Regions from separate parts of the Sus scrofa genome. Here region 1 is linked to region 2. A link is a contact called in public HiChIP or PLAC-seq data. All regions are on one chromosome and are shown on one strand. The core of a region is the stretch at or near the end of the contact, and the rest is flanking DNA. Distances in the headings are between cores, read along the strand shown. Region 1 overlaps LOC102159064 (a long non-coding RNA gene). Region 2 overlaps FAM129A (protein Niban-like).

What was found. HiChIP or PLAC-seq counts read pairs in DNA pulled down with a chosen protein or histone mark.
Region 1: a contact with region 2 is called in an H3K27ac HiChIP or PLAC-seq map of skeletal muscle, with 8 times the contacts expected there. The contact joins two enhancer-like sites. A contact is called at or near these places in 2 of 47 Hi-C or Micro-C datasets (embryonic fibroblasts and heart right ventricle) and 1 of 2 datasets of contacts at active chromatin or transcription factors (skeletal muscle).

Annotation. Positions count from the first base shown.
Region 1 is chr9:126,784,179-126,790,349 of Sscrofa11.1, reverse strand. LOC102159064 (a long non-coding RNA gene) reads right to left here. Exons shown (of 2, transcript XR_305715.3): 2 at 1,289-4,462. Among named protein-coding and RNA genes, the nearest start is that of HMCN1, 63 kb to the left of the region's middle. Within about 2 kb of position 1,714, at least 8 of the 83 cell types and tissues checked have an H3K27ac peak or open chromatin away from gene starts, as enhancers often do. A contact at or near this core is called in skeletal muscle, where this site is marked.
Region 2 is chr9:126,027,636-126,033,613 of Sscrofa11.1, reverse strand. It overlaps FAM129A (protein Niban-like), which reads left to right. Exons shown (of 14, transcript NM_001243219.1): 7 at 3,018-3,122; 8 at 3,424-3,586. Among named protein-coding and RNA genes, the nearest start is that of EDEM3, 48 kb to the right of the region's middle. Within about 2 kb of position 3,058, at least 10 of the 83 cell types and tissues checked have an H3K27ac peak or open chromatin away from gene starts, as enhancers often do. A contact at or near this core is called in skeletal muscle, where this site is marked.

The DNA.
Region 1 (6,171 bases), core at 465-2,964, 760 kb before region 2:
AAAAGTAACTCTTGTAATGTGTAGGTTGAGTTGAAAGGAGAATCTCTTGAAGTAGTTCAGGTAAGAGATGAAAATGCATAAATGACACAACATTAGTGGGGTAGTAAGAAGACAAATACCAAAAACATCAAAGATAATCTAGTATAAGGCAACTGATTAGTTAAGGAAAGAGAAGGAGAAAGAATGATTCTGGTATGATTCCCAGAAAAAGGATTTTTGATGCCATGAAATGAACTCAAACTAGGTTCTGGGAGGAAACAGAGTAAGTTCTGTTTTACCATATTAAATTACTATGTCTATCAAATTTGAATCCCTATGGGACATTCAGATAGATGTTTGGCAGTCAGTGTTATGTATAAGTCTAGAGGTCAGGTCTCAGTTCTAGAGATTTAATAGCAATATTAGTTTAGGAAACTATAATGAATGGGTAGTTAAGTAGAGTCAAAAAGTTGGATGAAATTGCACAGAGAGGGTATGTATTTTAAAAAAAAAAATAGGAGTTCCCTTGTGGCACAACAGGTTTAGGATCCAGCATTGTCACCGCAGTGGTTCATGTCACTGCTGTGGTGTGGGTTCAATCCCTAGCCCAGAAATTTCCACATGCCATGAGTGAGGCAAAAAAAAAAAAAAAAAAAAAAAAAGTAGAAGAGAACCAAGGACAGGCAGGACACTGGGATTAAGAGTGTTTCCTAAGGCATTTGTTGAAGATGAAGGGTCAGCAGAAAAAGAGGGGACAGGAATACAAGGGGAATTGGGCATCTCAAAAGCAGAGGAACATTCAAAAAGAGAAGATTCACGGTATCTATTTGGTATGAGTTGTATCTTTCCCATTAACAGTATATGTCAATCAAAATTTTGGAACTAGAAAGGGATTTAAACATCAAGAACTCAACACTGTAGTGACAACTACAAAGTTATTTTTCACACTAAATAAGTAATTTTATAGGCATTAAGCCTGACACTCTGACAGCAAAATGAAAAGGTAAAATATTTCTGAAATTATTTGAAAGGTTCATTCAATCACTGTGGAATCACTTTAAGTCCCATGGAATTTGAGAAAGAAAGAAGGGAATCATTCTTGACATTCATAGTAAGTTCTGTTCTGATTTCAGGTGGCATCCACTAGAGAACACTGGAACAGATGTTCAGGGTACACGAAGGTCATCTCTCTCCAGGGCAGGGCACTCTGCTTCTCTGATTATTTATAACTTGTCATTTGCATCAGCTGATTTCAAAACAAGCCAGGAAGTATTTAGGCCAAATGTTCAGGAACTTCAAGCAGCCTGCATTTTTTTTTTTTTTTTTTTGGATCTTCTGCTATAGAACTTCCATTTTAATCTTGCCCTTCTCCAGGAAAGAGACTAAACATAGATAAATTAATCTACCATGTTAGGGTTGTTGGGTTTTATTTAATATAGACTCTTGCAAAACTTATGTCATGAGCCTCCTTTGTAAAGGAGGGTGATATTAACACTCCCAGAACATAGGGAACTCCATCCCAACATTTAGGAGTCATTCAAACTGAGATTTCTTGAACGATGCTAAGTTGTAGTGTTGTCACTGCAGGCTAGTTTGTGCAGTTTTTACCAACAGGGTAAATATGAGGGGACGGTGGACTGGACAAATGAATTCGCTAAGGTTCATCTTAGGTTTCTTACCTGCAGGAAGCTTCTTGAAGAAGGAGAGGACAGCAGCTGTTCTAACCACCGGAGGGGGCCATTTCATCAATTTCAAGCCTCCCTGTAATTAAGCAAAACTTTTTGTACCAGAAGAAGCCTTCTCATCTGGTGGTGAAAAGAGCTGGCTTACCAGTTTCAAATGAGAAGAGCCAGGGTCCTTCGGTGGCTGTGGCTTGGGCTGCGAAGAGAGCCGCAAGCCCATCTTCACCCCTGTGAGGGCTGGGAGAATTCTAGCAGGAGTGCAGAGTACCCCTCACAGCTCTCCAGCCCCCTACCCCCTCACAGCTGTTCCTCTTCTATTACAGGCCTGTCCACAAGAAAATCTGGGGCTTGCTTTCCTGTGGATTCAGCTAAGCTGCCATGCTAACCTATTTTTCTTTAAAGAGAAGCTCCCCAAATTTGGGGGCAAGTGGAGAACGATTCTGTATTAAATTTACTCATATTATGTCACCAGTACATTTCCTTGGAGACACTGGTGTTTAAGAACAGGAGATTTTTTAGTAAAAAAATTTAAAAAAACCCCTGTAAGATCTGTGCCCTTTCCAATGGCCAAGAACAAAAGCCCGAATACAATGAGTTTAATAAGGACAAATGGGAATCTCTTGGGCCACATAATAGAAAGGCCCAGCAGAATGCTCCCTTCAGAAAAGGCTGGTTTCAGAATTTCATGACTTGAGAATGCTCTTGCTACCTCTCCAGCTCTTGGGACCGCCTTCCTGTGTGCTGACTTCATTCTCAGGTAGGTCAGGGAATGAGAGCAGGGAGCAGGGGCTCCTGGTCAGCTCCAGGTTTAAATGGCTGTTACATCTAGTGACCTCACTGGAAGGAGAGCTGCTCTTCTCCAAAAACTCTAGCAAAAGTCTTGGCCTGGGGAGACTCAGGTCATGGCTCCGTCCACCTGGGGGGACATGCCCACCTGTGACCAGTCCCCGTGGACCCATCCAGGCCATGACACTACCAACTGCAAAGCCTACAGGCAGTGGTGTGGATGCAAGGGGTTAAAAAGAGGGAGGGCTGGCCTTCAAACAGAAAAACAGATTTCTGGAAGAAGAGGGAAGGGACGCTATACGGAAATCCCTTTTTGTCTTACAGTTTGTAAAGCACTTACCACAGTGCTTGAAACGTAAAGAACTTAAAGAAGAGCAGCAAAAAGGAAATATAAGAGAAATAAAATGATCATGATGATAATGTGTCTGAGACCCAAGTAGATGACGAGGTAGATAAAGATAGGATCAATGCTATTTCCGTATTTAGCTCATTGTTCTTTGTACAACTTTCTTGGTCTACTGAGCTGCAAACTTGGATATAAAAGATGTCAGTGCTGTATGATTATTCATGAGAGAGAATGGAAAGGTGCAGGAAGTATATTCAGCAATGCAAGAAAATTGACATTTGGGCATGATAAATAATTTTGTGTTCCAGGAATGGATAGCTGCTGTGGGCACAGCCAAAAAAAAAAAAAAAAAAAAAGGAAAGAAATGACCAGTTGGTTTGTGATCCTGTTTTAGCCACTCCAATGCCTCATTGGGCAAATTTGCTTCTCCTTTACCTTGGAGCAGAAATCCCTGTTCTTGGCAGGCCCATAAAACGTGACTGTGGATCCCTGGGTCTTAGTTCAGGCTGTATCTCAGCCTGCAGGGTCACTGCCCCCCTTTCAGGCTCTAAAGGAGCCCGTGGTTGAAGGCTGCCTCTGCCAGGGATGCTGCTCCAGTGCTCACCATCTCTCATCTATCTCACAGTACTTTGCCAGCCCTGTGAAGTCCCCAGAAAGACCAGCACACTCTGAGTTTATAGACTTTCACATCCAAAGCACAATTTGACCACTTAAATCATGCCATTGCATATTGTCCCCTGCACATGAGGGACACAGGATAAGCTACCTCCCGTGCATCCTACTCAGGTTTAAATGTCATCTCCTCCTCCACTCAGCCGTCCATGACCCTAAACGTTAGGACGGGTGTCCCCTAACATTTTCCAGAGCCTCAGAGTCTCTTCAGCTGTCCAGGGATGCCTTTTCTTTGTGAATGTTATCAGTGCAAATTTTTCCACAAGCTTTTCATCGATTTAGCAACTCATAAGGAACGCGCAGGAAAAAAAATAAATAATAAGAGAGCCATTTAATCCGAAATGGCATTGTATTCATTAGACGTACACAGGGAATTCAGCACAAGGAAAACCTCAGACAGGTTTCAGAGAATGGTGTGTTTTATTCATCAAAGTATGCTTAGCCCTGTGCTCAGCACCTAGAACAGACAGAATACCAGATGCCAGGACCTAGACAAACAGAATAATTTGGAGGAATGCTTGAGGGATGGAAGGGGGCAGAGGGAGGAAGGGAGGAAGGATGCAGGGAACCGAATGCCAACCATGAACTGAATTTGAATGCACTGGGCTGGGTAGATTGTTACTGCTTGTAGTTTGAATCTATGAAACTCTACGAAGCACACAATCCTTGACTGAAGTCAGAGGTAAAGAAGCACCTTAAAAAAGAAAACAGGGGGGCAAAGGGAGGGAGGAGAGGCCCAGAGGCCTGAAGCCGTGAGAGTGAGGGCAGCAAGAGTGAATACCATCTATGGGGCCTTATGGTTTTGAGCTCCTACTTCCAGAATGTCTAAACACAAATGTATCACACCGAAGCCTGAGATTATCTTGCAGTGGATTCTGTTTTAAAGAAGTATTGTTTTTAATCGAGTCAAATGTTTTAAATATAGATCAGGATCTGAGAAATCGTAGAAATCTTTTATCCTCAAAAGCATCTCTCTGACAAATCTGGGATGCATTTCCTATGGAACAGAAAACAATGTGTTAGTGCCATGAACCTGAATTAAGAGTTTGTGGTGATCTATTGTTTATTAAACCATCAGTCTGTGTACACGAGTTGTAAGGAAATAATCACTCTCCAGGAACTTAATACACTCTGGGAAAGATCTCTGCGTCTTGTACCCAGGAAACCTAATAATGACACGTGAAGCAACTGTGTAAGAGGAACAGGAAAACAAGCCGAGCTGTTATCTCGTATTGAGTCTATTTTCTCATAGAGAATTCTGAGAAAACAAAAGATATCTTGTTTGAAGTGTTTCTGCCTTCTTCAAGTTGGAGGGGGGAAAACAAATCCCTTTGAAGTACTTGCTAATTAAACATTGCTGAAGACAATTTCTTCCTTCGTATCTGAAATATTTACGAATTCTATAATTGGACAGTTTTGCCTTTCAAAAATTAATTTGTTTAATTGGTATCTACATGCGCCTGGAGCTCAGCGTTGTGGAAGATATGAGAGACATAAAATTGCATCGACATCACCTGGGAACTGGTTGAAATGCAGATTCTCAGGCTCGACCTCTGCCTAAGGAATGAGAATCTGCCCTTTAGTAAGAGTGACCTGTATGTGCTGGAAAGTTTGAGAAGCAGTGTTACGGCTCTTCTCTGGAATTGCTTGGGCCTGTTTTTGCTTTTTGTTTTTAATGCTGGTGCCTAGATCTCAGTCCTAAAAATTTCCATTTAATTTGTATGGGGTGCATTTTGGGCATTGGGATTTTTCTGACCATCCCCAGGTGATTCTAGTGTGGAACAGAGTTTGAGAACCACTGCCCTGGAGTCACTGCTCTGGTGGTTTGATCTTTGTTGCAATTTGAGGTGCTGGCTAAAGTGCAGATTCTGATTCTTTAGGTCCAAGGTGGATCCTGAGAATCTGCATTTCTAACCAGTTGCCAGGTAATGTTGATACAATTTTATTTCTCTTGTATCTTCCTCCCCAGTACCTAGCTCTAGGCACAAGTGGATGTTAACAAAAGGATTTTTCAAGAGCTCACTTATTTTTTCTAATATAAAGATAATTGTATTTGATGACTATTTTTCATGTGTTTTTAAATTTCCTACATGTTTATATATATATTTTTTGTCTTTTGTCTTTTTTTTTTTTTTTAGGGCAGAACTCATGGCATATGGAGGTTCCCAGGCTAGGGGTCAAATTGGAGCTACAGCTGCTGGCCTACACCACAGCCACAGCAATGCCAGGTCCGGACCGTGTTGTTGATCTACACCACCGCTCATGGCAACGCCAGATCCTTAACCCACGGAGCAAGGCCAGGGATCGAACCCACAACCTCATGGTTCTTGGTCAGATTCATTTCCGCTGAGTCACGACGGGAACGCCTATGTTTTTTATTAAAGTATAGTTGACATATACTGTTGTGTTAATTTCTGCTGTACAGCAGAATAAAAATATGGAAGACTTTATGAATTTGCATGTCATCCTTGTGCAGGGCCCAGGCTAATCTTCTCTGTATTGTTCCAACTTAGTGCATGTGGTGCCGAAGCAAGCACTTCATGTGTTTTTAGTAATGGCAGCACAAACTCAAGCCCCTGAGTAATAATAAGAAGGAAAATTACTGTTAATTTAAATGTTACAGCCTGTTCTGGGTTGACTTGTGTCCCCTCAAAATGACCCAGTGAAATCCTTACCTCCAGAACCTCTGCATTTATTTGAAAACAG
Region 2 (5,978 bases), core at 1,809-4,308:
TTGGGCTGGTAGGTGTACATTGCTACAAGGTGCAAGAGAACGAAATGCCTCCTCCGTCATCACAGTGAGGCAGGACATACCTAGAGACACCCAGAGAACAAGGCAGCCTGAGAAGTGTGTGTGTGGGCACCTGTGTGCGTCTGTATTTACGTGGACATCATTCAGCAGCGCACAAAGCAGTCATAGGCAGGTGCTAATTTTTCAGTATGAAAAACATATCCAAAGGGAAAAACAAAGCAAAAACCAGAGGAGAAATCAGTATAAGCTGGGGTTTTCAGGTGACCGACCCCATAAGAACTTTTGCTCCCCTGAGAATCCGAGTGTCTTTGTCAAAATCACGGGCTCATAAAACGTGAGCCCTGGAAGAGCATTATTTTAGGGTTATTTGTTCAGCACCCTCCAAGCTCGAGAAAGAACATTCGGAGCCGTTGGCTCGAGTCACAAGGCCAGTATGTGACAGAAGTGCATTTTGAACCATGTCAGATGATCCTTGGAGAAGCTGGTGAGAGGAAATGACTTTTAAGACTTCCCTGTTTGGGGCCCGGCTGAGGCTCCGCTTCACCGTAACTGCTTACACATGGGCTGAAGCAGCCCCTGTCCTAAGACTCAGAAAAAAAGAGGTCAAGGCCCCAAAGAAGCTACCAAGTAGTTAAAGGAAAAGGCATGGCATGACCGAGTTTGAGAATATGACATCTTTTGTTTAAAGCACTGAGGTTATTTGCATTTTTTTCATGCCTGCTTAGACCTTAGTCATAACATTATCCGAACCCCCTCTATCCTAGGGGACGGTATTTAGACAATTTTCAGGTTTGTTACATTATTATCTTCTTCGTAATGACTCACACGGCAAGTATGGCACGTCCTCCTGGCGATGGTTATTTTAGGCAAGCGTCCAGGCAAAGCAAATATCTTCGAGTGACTTGTCTGACCGACTATTAGGGTGAAAATATGTGTACACCAGTCAAAGCATCAGTACATTTTCTGCTTGTCAATAAAAATGTACCAAATGAAGTCATGAGGGGAAAACATTTTGTACAATGTAAATATAAGTTTTGCCATATATTTGTTATTTGCCTTTCGGATCGAGAGAGGAGCTCATCATTCCCACAGGTCAGGGTGGTTTCAAGACTGGAAAACTACCCACAGTTTTTAGGCCTTGTCCATATGTTCCAGAGTTACCTTTTGTCTAATGACCTTGAATGTGACCCTTTTAAATGGATTCTTTTGTCCGTGGCCTCTCAGTAACACAAAGGGCAGGAAGCCCATGGCCTGGGCAGACAAGGGGCCAGCCTCAGGAAGGAGGGCAGGCTTTCTGGGCCTCGCCCCTTCCTCATCCCCTCAGCATCCGGAAGGCCACACGTGGGGTGTCCTTTAGAGAATGACCCTGGGTTTGCCGGTTTTGATCAGCCTAATGGCATGTTTGGCTTCTTATATGTGTGATGGAATTTTAAAATCTCCCAGTGAAATCCCAGCAGTTAAATGTACATACACCCCCTCTTTTAAAGCACAAGAGATTGTTTCAGGTCCCTTATGGGAAAACTCAGTGACTTCTGTTCTGAGGAGGAAAGACTGGCGAACCCCTTCATAAAGTATGATTTTTTTTTTAAGATTGGATTAGCTCTTCTCTCGGCCAGCCCCAGGGCTTTGAACTCATGGAAGGCTGAGCAAGGTAGGGGACCCCAGAGGGTCCTGGGTTGGGGAAGAACAGCTCAAGGGCAGGGTGGGGAGCCCTGAGTTTTACAGGAAGATGAGCTGTTGGAATGAGACAGGGTTTGGCTTCAGTATCCAGGAGCTCTGGCTGCCCCGGGCTTTTCCCTAATCACCCACCTCCCTCACCACCCACTCCCCCCCTCCTTTTTTTTTCCAGACATAGTTTCTTTTTCAATCCCCTAAGCTATAAAATAGAACCAAATTTCTTGGAACATTGTATGGGAAAGACTAAAACAAAACTGTAAGCCCACCCAAATGGGACAGTCTCTTTCTTTGGACTGTATAACACTTTTCATCTTTCAACCCCCTTTCATGCTCCTGCTCAGATTCAAACCCATCTGTGCAAGAGGGTAAATTTGGACAATTCTTATGATTCTTGAGTTTAATACTTTTCAACTAAGATAATATTTTCCATTGAGTTTAAATTCAGGCTTCAGTTGCCTTATGCCCTTAGCTCACTCTCCCCGTTGCCACTGTTGCGTCACTCTTGGGCAGATGTGTTCCAAACAAGAATTTACTCCACTGGGCAAAATGGGGTTCAGGAATTATTAATTATATACCTGACTCTAAGAAGATGGGAGTGGGATTCCTGGTGCAGAAAGAACACAGAGCATGAAGACACTTAGATCCTGATAAATCTCGAGGGGGCACAATGGTCTCAGAGGACACAGACAAGGACTCAAGCCATCAAAACCAAGCCTGGACCCCTTCACCATTTTGCTAAGGAGGCCCTTCCCCGTAACTGAAGCTTCCCTTCTTATCCTAGATGCATTAGATTCTAATAGTTTGAACCGTAGACGTTTGAATTTGAGGAACTTGTCCTTTCCAGTGGAAAAATGTAAGCAGACATGACTGTTCCTTGCAGATGTTTCAGGACGTTTTTACCTTCCAAGGTTATCGTCCTTGAGATTTCTGTGGCCTCAGACCCAGAGTTAAACTATTCACCTAACAGATTTTATGTAGCCCAGGACAATCTTTTTTTTCTTTTCTTTTCTTTTCTTTTTTACCTTTTAAGGCTGCACCTGCGGCATACGGAAGTTCCCACCCAGGCTAGGAGTTGAGTCGGACCTGCAGCTGCCGGTCTGTACCACAGTTTATGGCAACGCCATATCCTTAACCTCCAGGAATCAACCCTGCACGGACACTATGTAAGGTTCTTAACCACCTGAGCCACAACAGGAACTCCAGCCCAGGACAATCTTAAGTTTAGGACAGGGACGGGCAGTCACGACACCTTCAGTTGGCCCGATGCTTAGATTTCGGCATCCCCAACTAAACTAGCTCTGGGGCTCTCTTCCTCTTGACAGATCCTGAGTAACCTGGTGATGGAGGAGCTCCTGCCAACCCTTCAGACAGACCTCCTGCCTAAAATGAGGGGGAAGAAGAACGACAGGAAGCGGGCCTGGTTCGGTGTAAGCCGTGATTTTGCTTTGCAGCTGTGCTGCTCGAAATGAACATTCTCTCCCCCCTCCTCTTAGGGTATTATTTTTTAAAGGACGTAATTCCTTCCCTGGCTGGAGAACTGCCCAGTCTGCTCAGTCTCACTTACATGAGGACGAATCCAAACAGACTCAAACCCTGAAAGAAAAATTAGAATGTGTGTGTGCGGTTTTATGTCGTGGTCGTCTGCCGTGTACCCTCCCTCTTCCACCTGACTCGGTCAGGCGCTGGCACATGACAGAGCCCCGGTTTATGGGTTGTTCTCTGCCGCAGCTCCTCGAAGAGGCCTACAACCTGGTCCAGCATCAAGTTTCAGAAGGATTAAGTGCCTTGAAGGAGGAATGCCGGGCCCTGACCAAGGACCTGGAAGGAACCATCCGTTCAGACATGGATCAGATTGTGACCTCAAAGAACTTTTTAATCGGAAAGATCAAAGGTCAGTGGTGATGATCCGTCTGCTCCTTCAAACTAGATCAGCTGTGCGTGGAAGGCGCCACCACAGCGTTAGTGTTTATGGTGTCAGAGGAGGATTAAACAGAGGGACGTGGCAGGAGGTGACAGCACTTGTAACAGGAACGTGCTGAAGGTGCTGGTCAGAGCCCGGGCCTCCCCATGGAAACTTGCGAGGACACAGGGTCGCCTTGTGGTTGTGCCTGTGTCCCCTGACCCTGCCTGCACCTCTGCCCTCGTAGCACTTCTGACCCCAAGTTGTAATGGCTCTGCCCCTGCCCGCCCCTTGCTGTAAGCTCTCTCAGGGCAGGGTGGTGCTGCCCTGGTTCACTCAGGTGTTCCCCGTGTCTGGTACCATGCCTGGTATAGGCAGCCTCACAGTGAATATTTGAACTGGTGAATAAATGGATTTTCCTTTAATGAGAAAAAAAAAAAACATTAGCTTTAGATTTGATAAATCTGTATCCTACAGATTTTCGACTAACAGTGGGGTTATGTGCCAATAAGCCCACTGGAAGTTGAAAATGCGTTTCATACACCTAACCTACCAAATCGCATAGCCTAGCTTCACCACCTTAAACGTGCCCAGACCACTTACATGAGCCCTCTGTTGGGCAAAGTCATCTAACACAAAGTCTAGCTTAAAGTGCCGAATATTTCATACAACTTAGTGGATATAAGACTGAAGGTGAAAAACAGAAGGGTTATCACTCGTGATCTGGTGGCTGCCTGGGAGCTGCTGCGGCTCCTGCTGCTGCCCAGCATCATGGGAAAGCATCTTACCGTGTCTCATTAGCCCCAGGAGAGATCAAAACTCAACACTGAAGTATGGTTTCTCCTGAATAAGGATTGCTTTCACACCATCGTAAACTTGAAACATCATCAGTCGAGCCATTGTAAGTCGGGGACTGTCTGTAGTCTCAGTTCTAAAATTAGCTGGTCACGTGTACTCAGGGAGGTGCCTCGATGTCTGTGCACTGCAGGGTCCTCCTCTGAAATCAAAGGGGCCCATGAGGTTGCAGTCCGCAAACGGTGGCGCTTGGGCCAAAGCTGCCCTGCCACCCGTTTTTGTCAATAACGTTTTATTGGAACACAGCTGTGCCCATTCATTTATCTATTGTCCGTGGCTGCTTTCATGCCGCAAGGGCACAGGTGAGTCCTTTGGGTGGCAAAGCCGAAAGTGTTCCCTCTCTGACCCTTAACAGAAAAAAGTTTGCCTGTTGCCTCACAAGTGGCCTTATCTGGCTTCTGAAGAATTTTACAGGATAAAACTCTTTGCTTGTGCATTTCCACAATCCCAAAAGCACACCACCCTGAGAATCATTTCAGAGGGGAAGCCTGCCGGCTCATCTGTGGTTGTTTATCACCAATTGTCTTATATAGTCGATTTTCAAATTATTCACTCACTCATGCATTTAAAAAAAAAAAAAAGTTCAATAAGTGCTTTCTGAGCAAGTGATGTGGCTCTAGCAGAGAACACGGAAGACCTAGTTGCTGTGCTCAAGAGACGGAACCTAATGGGATTTCCTGCTTGGATTATCCTCTGCACTGCGGGCCCTGTACACACTGCAGCCCAGCTCCCTTCAGGCTCTTCTAAAAGGTCCTCCTGTTAGAGGCATAATTAGAGCAAAGGGGTGTGTGTGTGTGTGTGTGTGTGTTATTTATCTGTTCACATGATGCCTTCTAAGTCCAGATATAAATTAACTTCAGAGTGTTTTCTGTTTCCTATTATCCGGGTCTCATATTTCTTTATTAGACAACTGATCTAGAGTTATCGGTATGTTGAAAAATTTGAGTTGTCTGTATGTTGAAGTATTTTATACAGCTTAAAACTGCCAACACCTGGGAGTCCTATCGTGACACAGCAGAAATAAATCCGACTAGGAACCATGAGGTTGCAGTTCAATCCCTGGCCTCGCTCAGTGGGTTCTGGATTTGGCATTGCCATGAGCTGTGGTCCCAGACATGGCTCAGATCCGGCGTTGCTGTGGCTCTGGCGTAGGCCGGCAGCAACAGCTCCAATTCGACCCCTAGCCTGTGAACCTCCATATGCCATGGGTGCGGCCCTAGGAAAAGGACAAAAGACCAAAAAAAAAAAAAAAAAAAAAAAAGCCAACACCCAATTCCTATGCCCAATGAAATACGTTTCTGTGATCTGAAGCTGAGCTGAGCCTAACAGTGGCCATGCTCGTGGCCTGAATTAAACCATTCTCTTTCTCTCTGGCCTAAATCTCTGTGGCTCCAGTATATTCCACATAAGATGGAGGAGTATTCTGCCCTGGACTAGTTTTTGTTTCCTAAAGGAAGCCTTGAACGGAAGTCATGGTCAAGTCTTTTTAAAAGAATATCTGAAACACATTTTAACCGGGCCTCTGGTT